Linked DNA regions of Triticum aestivum: region 1 is linked to region 2. The links are chromatin contacts, called in public Hi-C maps. All regions are on one chromosome and are shown on one strand. The core of a region is the stretch at or near the end of the contact, and the rest is flanking DNA. Distances in the headings are between cores, read along the strand shown.

Region 1 (7,090 bases), core at 516-3,015, 64 kb after region 2:
TCCGTACGTGTGTTGAACGCGGAGGTGCCGTCCGTTCGGCGCTTGGATCATCGGTGATTTGGATCACGACGAGTACGACTCCATCAACCCCGTTCTCTTGAACGCTTCCGCTCGCGATCTACAAGGGGATGTAGATGCACTCCTCCCCTCTCGTTGCTAGTAAACTCCATAGATTGATCTTGGTGATGCGTAGAAAATTTTAATTTCTGCTACGATCCCCAACAGTGGCATCATGAGCTAGGTCTATGCGTAGTTTCTATGCACGAGTAGAACACAAGTTGTTGTGGGCGTCGATTTTGTCAATTTACTTGCTGTTACTAGTCTTATCTTGATTCGGCGGCATCGTGGGATGAAGCGGCCCGGACCGACCTTACACGTACGCTTACGTGAGACAGGTTCCACCGACTGACATGCACTAGTTGCATAAGGTGGCTAGCGGGTGTCTGTCTCTCCCACTTTAGTCGGATCGGATTCGATGAAAAGGGTGGGGTGGGCCACTGATGGCTACTGGTCCACTGATGGCTACTGGTAGGGTGGGCCACCCATATCTCTGCCAGCTTCACCCTGTCCTCCATGGACAGCGCGCCCTCCTCCTCCAAATCCTCGTCGTCTGCGCTGGAGTAGTATGAACTGGAGCCGTCGACGTCGTCCAGACCTAAGTGGTCATCGGGGCCGAGGCCAGGAAGGTCCCCGTACCCGCCCGCGCCGTCGACGCCGCCGGGAGTCGCTGCCGCCATCGCCTGAGAGGGGAGAGGAAGACGAGGGCGAGGGGAGAGGAAACTAGGGTTCGTCGCGTACGGGTTCGACCGGACCGGACCAAGCTACTTGGTGCGACCGAGCAGGCTGGGATGAGTGACCGCGCGGGTGCGGGTGCGCGCGGGTAGGCCACCGTGGCACCTGACAAGTGGAGCCGGTCAGTCAGATACGTGGTCAATACGAGCTTATACGGCTGTCAGACCGTTTTGCAACACTTAGACTTAGAGTTGGCACTGCATGGCAAAAAAAATGACTACTGATACTGATTCGTCACAACGTGCCGTAGTATGGTAGTGTCTTGCAATTAACTCCTGGCTGCGGGAGTGGCAGCTACCCGGCCACACCACCTAACAGGAAGGCCGGCCGCTCCTCCTACCTACTCAACGGTGCACAGAGACTGGGTGACCGACTAGCCCTAACTTGTGGTGTACCATTCCGCTGTCTACTCCCCTCCACATACACGGGAAATTAAAAAAGCGACTAGCAAGGACAAGAACTGAGCTCTCGAAAATTGACACGCGAACCTCCTCGTCAAGTGGCCAAATGGACTCTGCATCACTCACACACTCGCTCACGTCCTGAGGAGCCACGTGTTTCCAGGGGGCGGGTGTGGCATTATGACCGGGCGATTTTTTTCACCGGTGCTACCTGAGAGGCTGCGCAGCTTCAAAACCCGGTCGTGGTGCGAGGCGGAAGAAGCTGGAACTTATCTCCCGCGTTGGCTGTTGGATATAGAGCAAGCTTCAAAGGGGACTCGATAGCCTCAAATTTGGAGGCTATAAGCTCTTTTCGAGCGAGCTTCGTAAATTATGGCGATCCAAAGGCATGTTAACAACTTTGTCAGAGTGTCAGTTTAAATCAAAGTCATCGTAATGACAATTAATTATCATGACAATGGCTAGCAAGTGTTCGATAAGACCACCCTGCGCGCGCCAGCAGTAAGCTACCCTGCCGGACACACCGCACACCACGTAGGCATGTAATAAGAAGAAGAAGAAGAAGAGCAGCGAGCGGCCGCTCCTCCTACCTACCCAAAACCCAACGTAGCTGGTGACGTAGCTGTCGTCACTAGCTAGCTAGCTCCAACATAGGTAAACAACGACTAGCAAAGACAAGAGCTGAGCTTTCGAAAATTGACTAGAGAACCTCCTCCTCCTCAAGTGGCCAAATGGACTCTGCATCACTCACTCACTCACTTCACTCACGCTCACGCAGGCCCGTCGTGGACCTGTGTGAGCTCCTCATCGCCTACGGCAACACGGTGGTCTTGCCGCCGCATTCGGGCACAACATTGTGTGCATTTGTATGAAGAAGGCAACGAGGGGCTCACGGCGGAGGTGCAGATGTGGCGGCCTGGATTCGCCGGCCGGCGAGGGGTGTTGGAGCGAGTTGCTGCCGCTCTCTCTGATGCACATAGGTGCTTGATGTATTGCCAACGAGAGAGGAGGAGGAAGAAGAAGACCAAGTCAACATTGTATGTGGCATATTGTTTTTGCCAACCCAGCCCAATCGTCGCTCCGACTAGTTAGTGACATCATCAAAGCAATTACCATTGTATATAAACCATGCATGTATCAGTTCCAAATTACCGATGTCCTGTGTGCTTACTATGAAGACGAAATAAGCATGGGCATGCACGTCTCCTTCCAGTGCCGCGTTCAAAAGTACGTGCCAAACACTTGGATATGGCATTTTCTTTTTCTTAACAAGCATATCAGAAAAGGGTTCCTCCGCTTTGTATTACAAAGCAATCAACACCGACAACATTGCAAATGCTGGGGGCGAGCAGCACAACAAGCCCAAAAAAAAGAGAAAGAAAGAAGAAGCAGATGCCAACAACGGCAGCTCGACAAAGCGCGGGTGACCCGCCACCGCTGCGCCCTCCGGACTCGACCCACAAACCAAGGCTTCGATCCACCGTGTACCAAGCAGCACCTCTAGGAAGGAATGTGACGCCGACGACGCTGCTACCCGGACAAGTCCTGGTGTTTCCCCCGACACGCGGAGGGGAGTGGGGGATGGATACCACCGACGCCTTCCAGGAAGGGATGACGGCACCCGCAGGCGACACCCCATCGGAGCCGGAAGGACCGGCAAGGATTTCTCCCGCATTCCCAACCCCCATCACCCAACCAGGCCAGAGCCAACCATCCATCTTGTCGCCCACCTGTATGCGCCACCGTGGTCTTGCCGCCACCCACGCCGCCTCACTGAGAACACCACCATGAGGCCAAGAAGACGGAGAGAGAAGGCGCTAGGCGTCGGGAGCAGCGACACCGAAGCCATGCGGGAGGGAACCATCTCCACCGTCGTCGTGCGGGAAGCCCGTGCATTCGGCACCGTCGCGGTCGCCGTCCGGACGTGGCAGCAGGGCACACCAGGCCACCCCTGGCCTGGTCAGGCCCAAATCGGGCCCGCTAAGCCCGGCCGGCCATGCTGCAGCAGGGCGGCGCTGGCGCCGCCAGCATCCACCAGCACGACACACCTCCTCTGCCTCCCGGGAGCCACGCAGACGCCGCACCCTGTCGCCGGCCCGCCCCGACCCAGATGGGGCCCAAGGGCCCAAATCTGGGCCGAGCAGGCGCCACCAGACCCCGCCGCCGCGCCACCCCGCTGCGAACGGCAGCGCCGCCGCCCAGCTGATCTCCCGCGCGCCATCAGGACACACCGCCGCCGCGCCGGACCGACGCCGCCTAGGGACACCTCCCGGATCCGTGCCATCCCGCGCCAGAACACCACCAAGAAGGGAAAGGCCAGGGGCCGCGTCGCCGGGGCCAGGCTCAGAGGCGGGCGGCGGAGAGGGATGGGAGAGGGAGGGGCTTGGGGAGGAGGGGGCCGGGTGCGGCTGGTCGCCCGTAGGGGCGACACGGTCACGAGAGACGACGAAGGGGATCTTATTCAAAGGTTTTTCCGAGAACAAGCATAGAAAGGAGAATTTTGGTGTTCACGAGCCGTCTAAGTATCCTCCCAAGTCCCAATGCTCTATGTAGGAGTACGTGGTAATGCATCGCACAAACTTTCCATCTCCTCTCATGTTTTGTGACACTTGTTTAATTGCATGCATGGCACAAACTTTCCAATTTTTCTGATCATGTGATCAGAGCAAAGATAACTTATCGAGTACTGGCACCTCTTGATAAGTTATCTTTGCTTGATAAGTTATCTTTGCTCTGATCACATGATCGGAAACATCACACGAAGGCGAAGCAGGGGATGCTCAGGTTTCAAGCTCCAAAACCTTACATGTGTTGAGGATTCACAGATAGTACTTGAGCAAACATAGACCAGCATAGTACGGTACATGAGACAGCCGCTGGCAGATCATTACTACTCTCTTCACATAATTATTACAATGACGACCCAACACGCCAATATTAGAGCATCACAGGCTTCAGCGGGTAGAACATGACGTTCCTCACACTGTCCTTCAGAGATGTCATGAACTGAAGATAAGAATCTCTGAAGATATCAACGTCCAGATCAGTTTAGTTAACTTCCGATACCGCTTTGTTTATGATCATCCAAGGACACTCGTTGAAGGAGTGGTTGGCCGTTAATTTTGGCGTGCCAAACGTAGTCTGTTCCTTTAGCACTGTAGCTGTCATTTTCTTGCCGTTACTCCTTTCTTTCTGTTGATCGGCGTCACTCGCTGTGGTATAAAGCTGAGCTTGTAAGTTGTAACCCCAAATGGGATTATCTACCAAATACCTAATACAAGAACCCTAGACGCCCCCATGATCTGTAGCGATAATGTTTAGTTCATGATACTGTAGCTACTCCGTGATTATTGTACCTTGCAGTTTGTGAAAATACTGTAGCTCTATTGAAGAATTTGCAAACCAAATTTTGGAAACGATTGAATGTTACTTTTTTGGAAAATGCTGAACATTTTTTGAAACCATGAAATAAAAATTGAAATTCCAAACCAAAAAATCCCAACATTTATTGAGAACTAGGGTAAAATTTGAAATAATTTTTTTGAAACGTGAATTTTTAAAAAAAATACTTGAAGAAAAAAGTTGAAATTCCAAACAATTTAAAAAAAAAGTGAACACTGTGATAAATTTCGAAATGTCAAACATTTTTTTAAACGTGAACAAAAAGTTGAAATTCCTACCAATTTCTAATTTTTTAAATATTTTGAAGAAATTTCAAACATTTTTTTAAAACATGAACATTTTTTGAAAAAGTGAAAAATAATTAAAACATGACCAATTTTAAAAATTTGTGTTGTTTGATGTGCATAGGAATGTGGCGACGAGGTTGCTAGACAGCTCTACAGAGATGTCCCCGGTGAGATCCTTGGGCAGTCGTCGGGGTGGGAAGACAAACAGACAATCTGTCCAGGGGAAGGACACGGTTATATAGTGGGTAGAAACCAGGGGGAACATTAGGATGGGCCTGGTTTCTGTTATAAAACTTGTGCGTGAAATATCGGATCATAATACGTTGTTACTCTCCTCGGGAGAAGAGGGACGTGAGGCCCCTAAACCTAGAGAGTTCCGTTTCGACCTGACATGGATTAAAGATGAAATTTTCATGATGATTGTTGAGGATATCTGGTCTAGGAAAGTCAATTCTTCAGACCCTATAGATATTCTCAACATCAAGTTAAGAAGGATTAAAACTTACTTCAAGGGTTGGGGGTCCAATAAATACGGTCATGACAAAAAAAAGGAAAGAGGAGCCTAGGATGGAACTATCCATGTTGGAGGAGTTCTCCAGAACTTTATAACAGAAAAGTTGATATTTGTGTTGAGCTACATGAGCTGTTTGTCAATGAGGAGATCTTTTGGTTGCAGCAGTCCCATGAGAGATGGCTGCTTAAAGGCGATTTTCACAAAATAGCTAATGGTCGTAAGAGAAAGAACACTATTCATTCGCTTAGGGTGGGGGACTCCGAGGTGGAGGGCACTGATGATCTGATTGCCCACGCCACTAAATATCATAAGGAGCTCTTTGGCCTAGCCCCTGGTAACCAGTTTCACCTTGATCCCGAGACTTGGGCAGATGACAAGAGATTGAATGAAGATGATAATACTGATCTGTGTAGAGAGTTTACTGAATTAGAAGTGAAGGAAGCTTTGTTCGCTATGGAACCTAACAGAGCTCCCGGTCCTGTGTCAAGTTCTATCAGGCATGTTGGGAAATTGTCAAGGATGATATAATGTTGCTGTTTAAACACTTTCACAACAGGACGTTGGATGACCAGCATATTACTGAGACTCAAATCCTTCAAGGTTTGGTCGTTACAGATGGATTTTAAATTAATCAAAACTGTGATACAGCTTACTTCCATAGTACTGCAACAGTAGAGTTTTGACGATTGGATTATGTCTGTATTTTGGGACTGCTTCACTCCGCAATTTCAGCAGTGAAAAATGACAATTGGATTCTGAATTTCAAAGGAGCTACACTCTTGGATCATAAAATAAGTTGAGTGTACACAAAACTCCCCAAAACTTCACGGGCTCTTGTGGCCCATCCATCTAGCCCTCCTACCAAAAGCGGCAAAAGAATTGAGATATCTCCATCTCAATCACCTATAACTGGTTGCTTGTTAGCCATCTTGTCCGAGATCTTGCGATCTTCTCTTTTTTTTTCTCTAGGTATGAAAACTAAAACAAGAAAGATCTCCAAGGCTGGCGAAAAACAAAAAATATGTGAGCCTACTAGACAGACCAATTCAGTTCCAATTTACTCTACACTGTACACGAGCAAGCGAGCGGCCATCATAAGGTGAGCTTCACCCGTTGAGCTTCGCCAAGAACTGGTTCATATCATACTCGTCCGCGTACTGCGACTGGTCCCACAGCTCGTCCAGCCCACTCAGGATTGACTTGAGGCCCTTGCGACCCGGTTTCCCCTTGTTGCTCTCTTCTTCCGTGGCGCTCGAACTGCTTGGGAGAACCGACGCCTGCACATTGGAGATAGGATTAGGAATGAGTTCATACCACAGGGGAACTAGTTTGTCCCAACTATCTTACCTTTCTGGAAGCAGGGGTCGAAGTGAACAAATCGAGTAGCTGGTCAGTGTTCATGGTCTTCAGGCTAGCGTTCTCAGAGTTTATGACCGCGTTGGCGACCGACACCTTGAACCGCTGGAGACTCATCACTTTCTCCTCCAGGGTGCCGCGCATGATGAGACGGTGCACATTCACAACTTTCCTTTGGCCCAGACGATGTGCTCTGTCCATCGCCTGTCACAGCAGAATTACATTCATCAGAGGACAAAGTGATAATCTGAAGTCATTGATAGTCAGAAAAACTGCATATGGATTCTAATTAATGCGGGGGGAAATACGTTGTCCCTCTGTTCAGATGCAAAGACGAA
Region 2 (6,332 bases), core at 1,378-3,877:
ATTTCTTTGTTGCGGGAGACACGCAGCTAGGAGGCCGTTGCGTTGATGGATCATCAATGGATTGTTGGGTGCATTTACGTTTTGCAGGGGCAGCTGAGCGTATTCACTCCTCTGTTGTGTCTTTAATATGTGCATCGCATGTGGGGAGGACATATCTAGTAATACGGGTCTCAGGTGCTACAATGCTCAAATGAATCCTCGACCGCTAGATCATATTCTAAGGGACATGATGAATGCAAGGGTGATGACCAGCTCCTCCACCGCAGAATATACCAGAAACACCCGGGATTCTATACTTAATTAAGCCCAAGGGAATGGGAAGATGATGATTTCTGGATTTCCTCAATTTTGCCCATTGTTTATTTAGCAGAAGCATGCGTGAAATGATGCATGTAACCTTGTTATCACAAGAAATAAAAGTACGACACGCTCTACTGGTAAAAAACATATACACATTCTAAAACTGTAGGTGTTAACTTAGAAAAAAAAAGTTGTGCATTTTAATTAACCACAACATTCACTCAATTAGATTCAGTTCCTCTTCAAGATAGCTGGAAATGCTTGCTTGTACATTCTCTACAAAAAACTCAGTTAGCTTCCGTGAAAGCAAATATAGCATGTACTAGGTCAGTTGTCCAACTGATTTGAGATTGTACAAGCTAGAACGGCACATGGAATATGTGAGGACCAACAACGGAAAATATTCATTTATAATAGTACTCTTTGTGGATTATCATAATTGACATTATATGCAAATTTATGGACTAGACATACCAGACTACTATTAGTGTTTGACAGACAAAGTAACAAAAAATTACTAGATTTATTTTGTTGAACTTTTAGCAGTATAAAAGCAAAATACGGAGATGGCATAATTTTATATGGAGATTGCACAATAGCAAGCATTTTTTTCTGCCCGTAAGTGAAACCGAGGCTCATAAACTAGTATAGTACTAGTAGGAAAAGGACGTGATGCTTAATTAATAACATGAATCAGAGTGTTTTTGTATATTTTGCGGTGGAGAAGCTGCTCATCACGTGTGCCTTCATCGTGTCCCTTCCAACATAATCCAAAGGCCCATGATCCATCGGAGCATTGTATCACTTGAGTTGCGGTATCACCAGATATGTTGCCCGCATGTGGGCTGCTAGATCGTTGAATTATTGCCATTGGGATGTTGGGTGTGGGATTAATGCACGCGCTGCCTCGCGGGCCATGCACTGCATGTGTCAGGTGCAAATACACACGCTATACCGAATGCTATACGACGAGGTGAATTCCTTATACGGCCAGAGGGTATTAAAGCTGCACGCATCGCGCGGCAGCGTGCGGTGTGGATTCCGGACGCGCGTGGTGGCATGTCCACTCGCGATTTATCGGTTTTTTAAGACAAAAAAGTTGAGTATATAACTGAACCAATAAACACAAAAATCTTATAGTAGTACCTTGGAACTTTAATCTTGTATAGTTATGGTCAGCAAAGCTTTAATAAATAAACACATGAAAACAAATAGTACTGAGTTTGTACACACATACCAAGAGGAGAGCCTTGATGTCAGTCTCGTTGAACTTGATCCCGTCCTCCTCGCCGCCGGCGGGCGGCGACTGCCGCATCATCCCCAGCATGACGCTCAGCAGGTCATTCCCGTCGCCGTCAGCCCTGTCGCCCCTCTCGCTGATGAAGCCGTCCATCATGCGGTCGTAGCGGCGGTGGAGGCGCTTCATCTTGGCGACGACGCCCTGCGGGTCGAGCCAGCGGAGCGCCGGCACAAAGTCGCCGATGTTGAAGACGCCAGCGAGCTGCATGAGCTCCACGACCATGTCCTTGAACTCCCTGGCGCCCTCGCCGACGCCGTCCCCGAAGACGCGCCTGCCGACGGCGGCCAGCGCGAGCGCGTTGGTGGCGCAGACGTTGGCCTCCTGGCCGACGGCGAGGCCCGCCGGCGAGTCCGAGGAGGAGAGCAGGCGGGTGACCATGAGGCGGGCCTCGTCCTGGCGGACGGTGCGGAGCGCGTCGAGGGCGCGGGCGGAGAAGAGGTGTTGCGCGCAGAGCTTGCGGAGGGCGCGCCAGCGGGCGCCGTAGGGCGCGAAGACGAGGTCCTGGTAGTTGTAGGCGACGTGCTCGGCGCCCGAGTTGGGCGGGCGGTCGCTGAAGTTGGCGTCGTGGGCGCGGAGGAAGCTGCCGGCGACCTTGGCGGAGGCGGCGACGACGACCTCGGCGCTGCCGAAGCGGAGGCGGAAGAGCAGGCCGTGGAGGCGCGCGAGGGCCGCCATGGTGTGGTGCGGCTTGTCGCCCAGCTGCGGCAGGTTGCCCAGCACCGGCCACCCCCTCGGCCCGGGCGGCAGCGGCAGCTTCGGCTTCCTGGCTCCGCTGCCATGGCCGCGGAGGTGCCAGACGGCGGCGACGATGACGGCGGCGAGGGAGGCGAGGAGAAGGAGCAGGTCGTGATCCATGGCGGCTGGGGTCATGGAGGGTGGCAGTGGATGCGGGGATGTTTGTTTGTTAGTTGGGCGGGCGCATGGCATGCAGACGCGGCCGTATAAATATGGGAGCTCTGGAGAGCGCGTGCTCCACCTAAATCGCCGGATCTACCAGTCCTGCTACCTACCCGCCCACGCCCACGCCCTCATCTCTCACAACAAAGAAAGAAAGAAAGAAAGAAAGAAAGAAAGAAACAAGTGAGGAGGAAGAAGAATGGGTGGCGCTAGCTCCAGTCCTCCCAACTACCCAACCCAAGAGCCTGCACTTGGCATGCACAGTCCGAGGAAGAAGGACAAACAACAGAGCTTTCCAAACGACTTTTGGAGATGGCCAAAATGGGATGTGCATCACTCACTCACTTGGCAGCCGCATATGTTAACTACTCCTCTCTATGTTTCTTCCACGTCACCACAAACTCTTTCTAACTTCTTGTAAAACACAGTTGCAAAAATAAAGTAGCTTTAAATGAATCTAAAAGGAGCTTTAGGGCATCCACAATGTACGTATGCCAAAATGATGGTGCCAAATGCCAAACTAGCTTTTACCACTAGTTCCGCCCATTGTGGGGGTGCTGCCAAATTAGAAACATAGGGAACCGATGCTAGTAGGGGCGCTGATGCCAAATGAGCCAAACCAATAAATAGTGTATGTTTGCCTAGGGCTCGGTTCTTTCCTCCTCCCAAGGAAAGACTCACCGGCGATTAGATCTACTCCACCTCCGGTGGGCGCCGTCGCCGGTGGTGGTGCAGAGGACCTTGCACTCGACCGGTGGGACAGACCCTGCTCTCATTCTTGTTAGGTTCAACGTCTTGCTTGGCATTAATTATGTGGCGGTGACGATGTCCCTCGGTATGAATAATGTTTCACACGTCCGATCCTAGTCTCGATGGTGCATCTAGCATCGTCGGCGTGTGTATAGGTTTGTCTTGTTAAACCATATGTTGTTAGGATAAGAAGGTTGTTAGTATCTAGGGTTATGTATATCCTCTGTAACAACTCTTGTGTATATCCGGCACTGCCGAAGCCCTAGCTAGATGGCTGAGCATATAATGAACTCAAAGGCCGCCGTTCCAGGTGAGCCAATCTAATCTACATCTCCTAGTTTCACATGGTATCAGGCCCTCTCACATAACTGCTAGATGGGTTCTCCTTCCGCTGGCGCCATGACTTCCTCAGCCATGACCTCCCTTGCTCTACCGGCTTCCCTCTCGGCGTCATCCACCTCTTCCGTTCCGCCTCCCTCTGCTAGCCTCATCACGGCCAAACTCACCATCTCCAACTACCTCCTGTGGAAAGCACAGATTCTTCCTCCTCTCTGCATCGCCAATGTCACCGGCTACGTCGATGGCACTTCTCCCAGTCTCCCTCGGCTCCTTCCACCTGATGACAAGGGGGAACGTGCGCTCAATCCCGAGTATGATGTCTGGTACCGTCAGGACCAGATTTTTCTTAGCTACCTGCTCGCCTCCCTCGCGGATGATGTTCTCCAGCAGGTTATTCGCTTTGACACCTCTCGCGCCATCTGGGCGCATCTTGAGGAGACGTATTCTGCCAATTGTCGTGCTAGTGTTGTGCAGATCAAGCTTGACATGGCCAAATTCCGCAAGGCCAACCTCTCCATGGTGGATTACTTCGCCAAGATCCGCTCCTACGTCGACCAGCTAGCGGTTGCTGGGCGTCCCATGCGGGATGACGACATCATCACCGCCGTCATCACCGATCTTGATAGCGACTATGAGCCTCTCATTACTGCTGTTACGACCCGGATCGATGAGATGACTCTGGGGGAGCTCTACTCCCACGCTCTCTCCTTCGAGCGTCGCCGCGAGTACCATGTTGCTCGCCTTCATCTTCACGTCGGCGGCTCTTCTCTCAACTACGTCGCCCGCGACAAGAACGGCAACAACAACAACAACCGCGGTGGCAACCGTAGCAACTACCGTGGCAAGGGCCGCGGTATTCAAGGTGACCGCGGTGACTACGACAACAACAACCGCGGTGGCAATCGCGGTGACCGCGGTGGCAATCGCGGTGACCGCGGCGGCAATCGCCAGCAGGGTGACTACGGTGGTAACCGTGGTGGTGGTGACCGTGGTGACTACGGGGGTGGTGCTGACACCCGCATCCAATGCCAACTCTGTCGTGGCCCCGGGCACTATGCCTGGGAATGTGGGCAACGCTACAATCATGCGTTTCAACCCCAACACTCCAAGATGGCCGGCCTGGCGGCTGCTTCTCCGCCGTCTATCCTCGGTGAACCGACCTGGTTCACTGACACGGGGGCGTCCGACCACATCACCTCAGATCTGGATCGCCTCACCATAAGGGAGAAGTACCCGAGGAGGGACCGCATCCACACCGCCGACGGCTCAGGTTTGCACATAGCTCATCGTGGTCATGCAATCCTCCCTACCCCTTCTGCCAACCTTAAACTTCGCAACATCTTACATGTTCCCGATGCAGATAAAAATCTTCTCTCTGTTAATCGTCTTGCCATTGATAATCATGCTTATCTAAAATATTATCCTACCCATTTTATTATGAAGGATTTGATCACCAAGAGGGTCCTTCTTCAAGGCAGATGTGAAAATGGACTTTACCCTATTCGGCCCGCACCTTTTCGTGCCCTATCTTCGGTTCGGCTCTCTGCTGAAGATTGGCATGCTAGGCTCAGCCACCCATCCACACAAGTCGTTCAGCATGTTTTGGCGTCCAATAAATTGCCATCTTCTAGTCGTCTTTGATGCATGTGTGTAATGCTTGTCGACAAGGCAAAGCACATCAGTTACCTTTTCCTAGATCTTCAAGTGTTTCCTTGTTTCCATTAGAACTTGTTTTCTCGATGTGTGGGGACCTGCCAAGACTTCCTCTGGTGGGTTCCAGTACTATGTATCGTTTATTGATGATTATAATAAGTTTGTGTGGATCTATCTTCTTAAAAGAACATGTGATGTGTCTGATGTTTTTCGTGATTATCTTGCCCATGTTGAACGTTTACTCTCGCAAACTCATATGCGTTCAACCTGACTGGGGTGGGGAATACGAGAAACTTCACAATACTTTTTTCCATCAACTTGGCATCACACATCACATATCTTGCCCACACACACACCAGCAAAATGGTTCCGCCGAACGGAAACATCGTCACATTGTTGACATGGGTCTTTCCCTCTTATCACATGCGTCTATGCCTTTGCGGTTCTAGGATGAGGCGTACCTTTCTGCCTGTTATCTCATTAATCGCCTCCCTAGCCGTGTCATCGGCAACATGAGCCCTATGGAAAAATTATTCAATACTAAACCCGACTACAATTCTCTCCGCACATTTGGTTCTGCCTGTTGGCCCAACTTAAGGCCATACAACACTCAAAAACTCGCTTTTAGGTCTCAACAATGTGTTTTTGTCGGCTATAGTACTCGTCACAAGGGCTACAAGTGTCTCCACTTGCCCACAGCCCGTGTTTACATTTCATGTGACGTAATTTTTGACGAGAATATTTTTCCATTTGCCACTGCCCAAACTACTCCTGTTCCACCTGGGTTGCTGAAAATGCCATTCTCCTATTTCCGCATGACCACCTGAGTTATGGCACGTCTGTTTCGCGAACTAACCTGGATGCAGGATCCTCGTTGCCACAGAAAATCCCAACTACAGGATCCCAGGAGGATCCGGGCGCCGGATCCGGAGCAGATCCTTCCTCGGATCACGCGCCCTCCGGCGACAGCGACCGGGGTGAGCCCATGCCTCCAGTGGGCCACGTGGCGCTTGCGGATGGGAGGCCGTCCTCCTCGCCAGCGTCGCCTGCCTCCCATGCACGCGCGTCTCCCGACCCGGCGGGACCGGCCTCT

The links. Hi-C and Micro-C count contacts between places; a contact is called where the count stands out from the background.
Region 1: a Hi-C map of leaf shows a contact between it and region 2, with 5 times the contacts expected there. The contact joins the enhancer-like site here to the promoter of LOC123183410 in region 2. A contact is called at or near these places in 2 of 5 Hi-C or Micro-C datasets (both in leaf).

The regions. Positions count from the first base shown.
Region 1 is chr1D:495,420,991-495,428,080 of IWGSC CS RefSeq v2.1, forward strand. LOC123183411 (TATA-binding protein-associated factor BTAF1) reads right to left here. Exons shown (of 29, transcript XM_044596225.1): 28 at 6,744-6,956; 29 at 6,132-6,673. The coding sequence ends at 6,503. Among protein-coding and RNA genes, the nearest start is that of LOC123183411, 16 kb to the right of the region's middle. Within about 2 kb of position 1,766, at least 1 of the 8 cell types and tissues checked has an H3K27ac peak or open chromatin away from gene starts, as enhancers often do. A contact at or near this core is called in leaf, where this site is marked.
Region 2 is chr1D:495,356,597-495,362,928 of IWGSC CS RefSeq v2.1, forward strand. It overlaps LOC123183410 (flavonoid 3'-monooxygenase CYP75B3), which reads right to left and starts at 2,628. Exons shown (of 2, transcript XM_044596224.1): 1 at 1,538-2,628. The coding sequence starts at 2,527.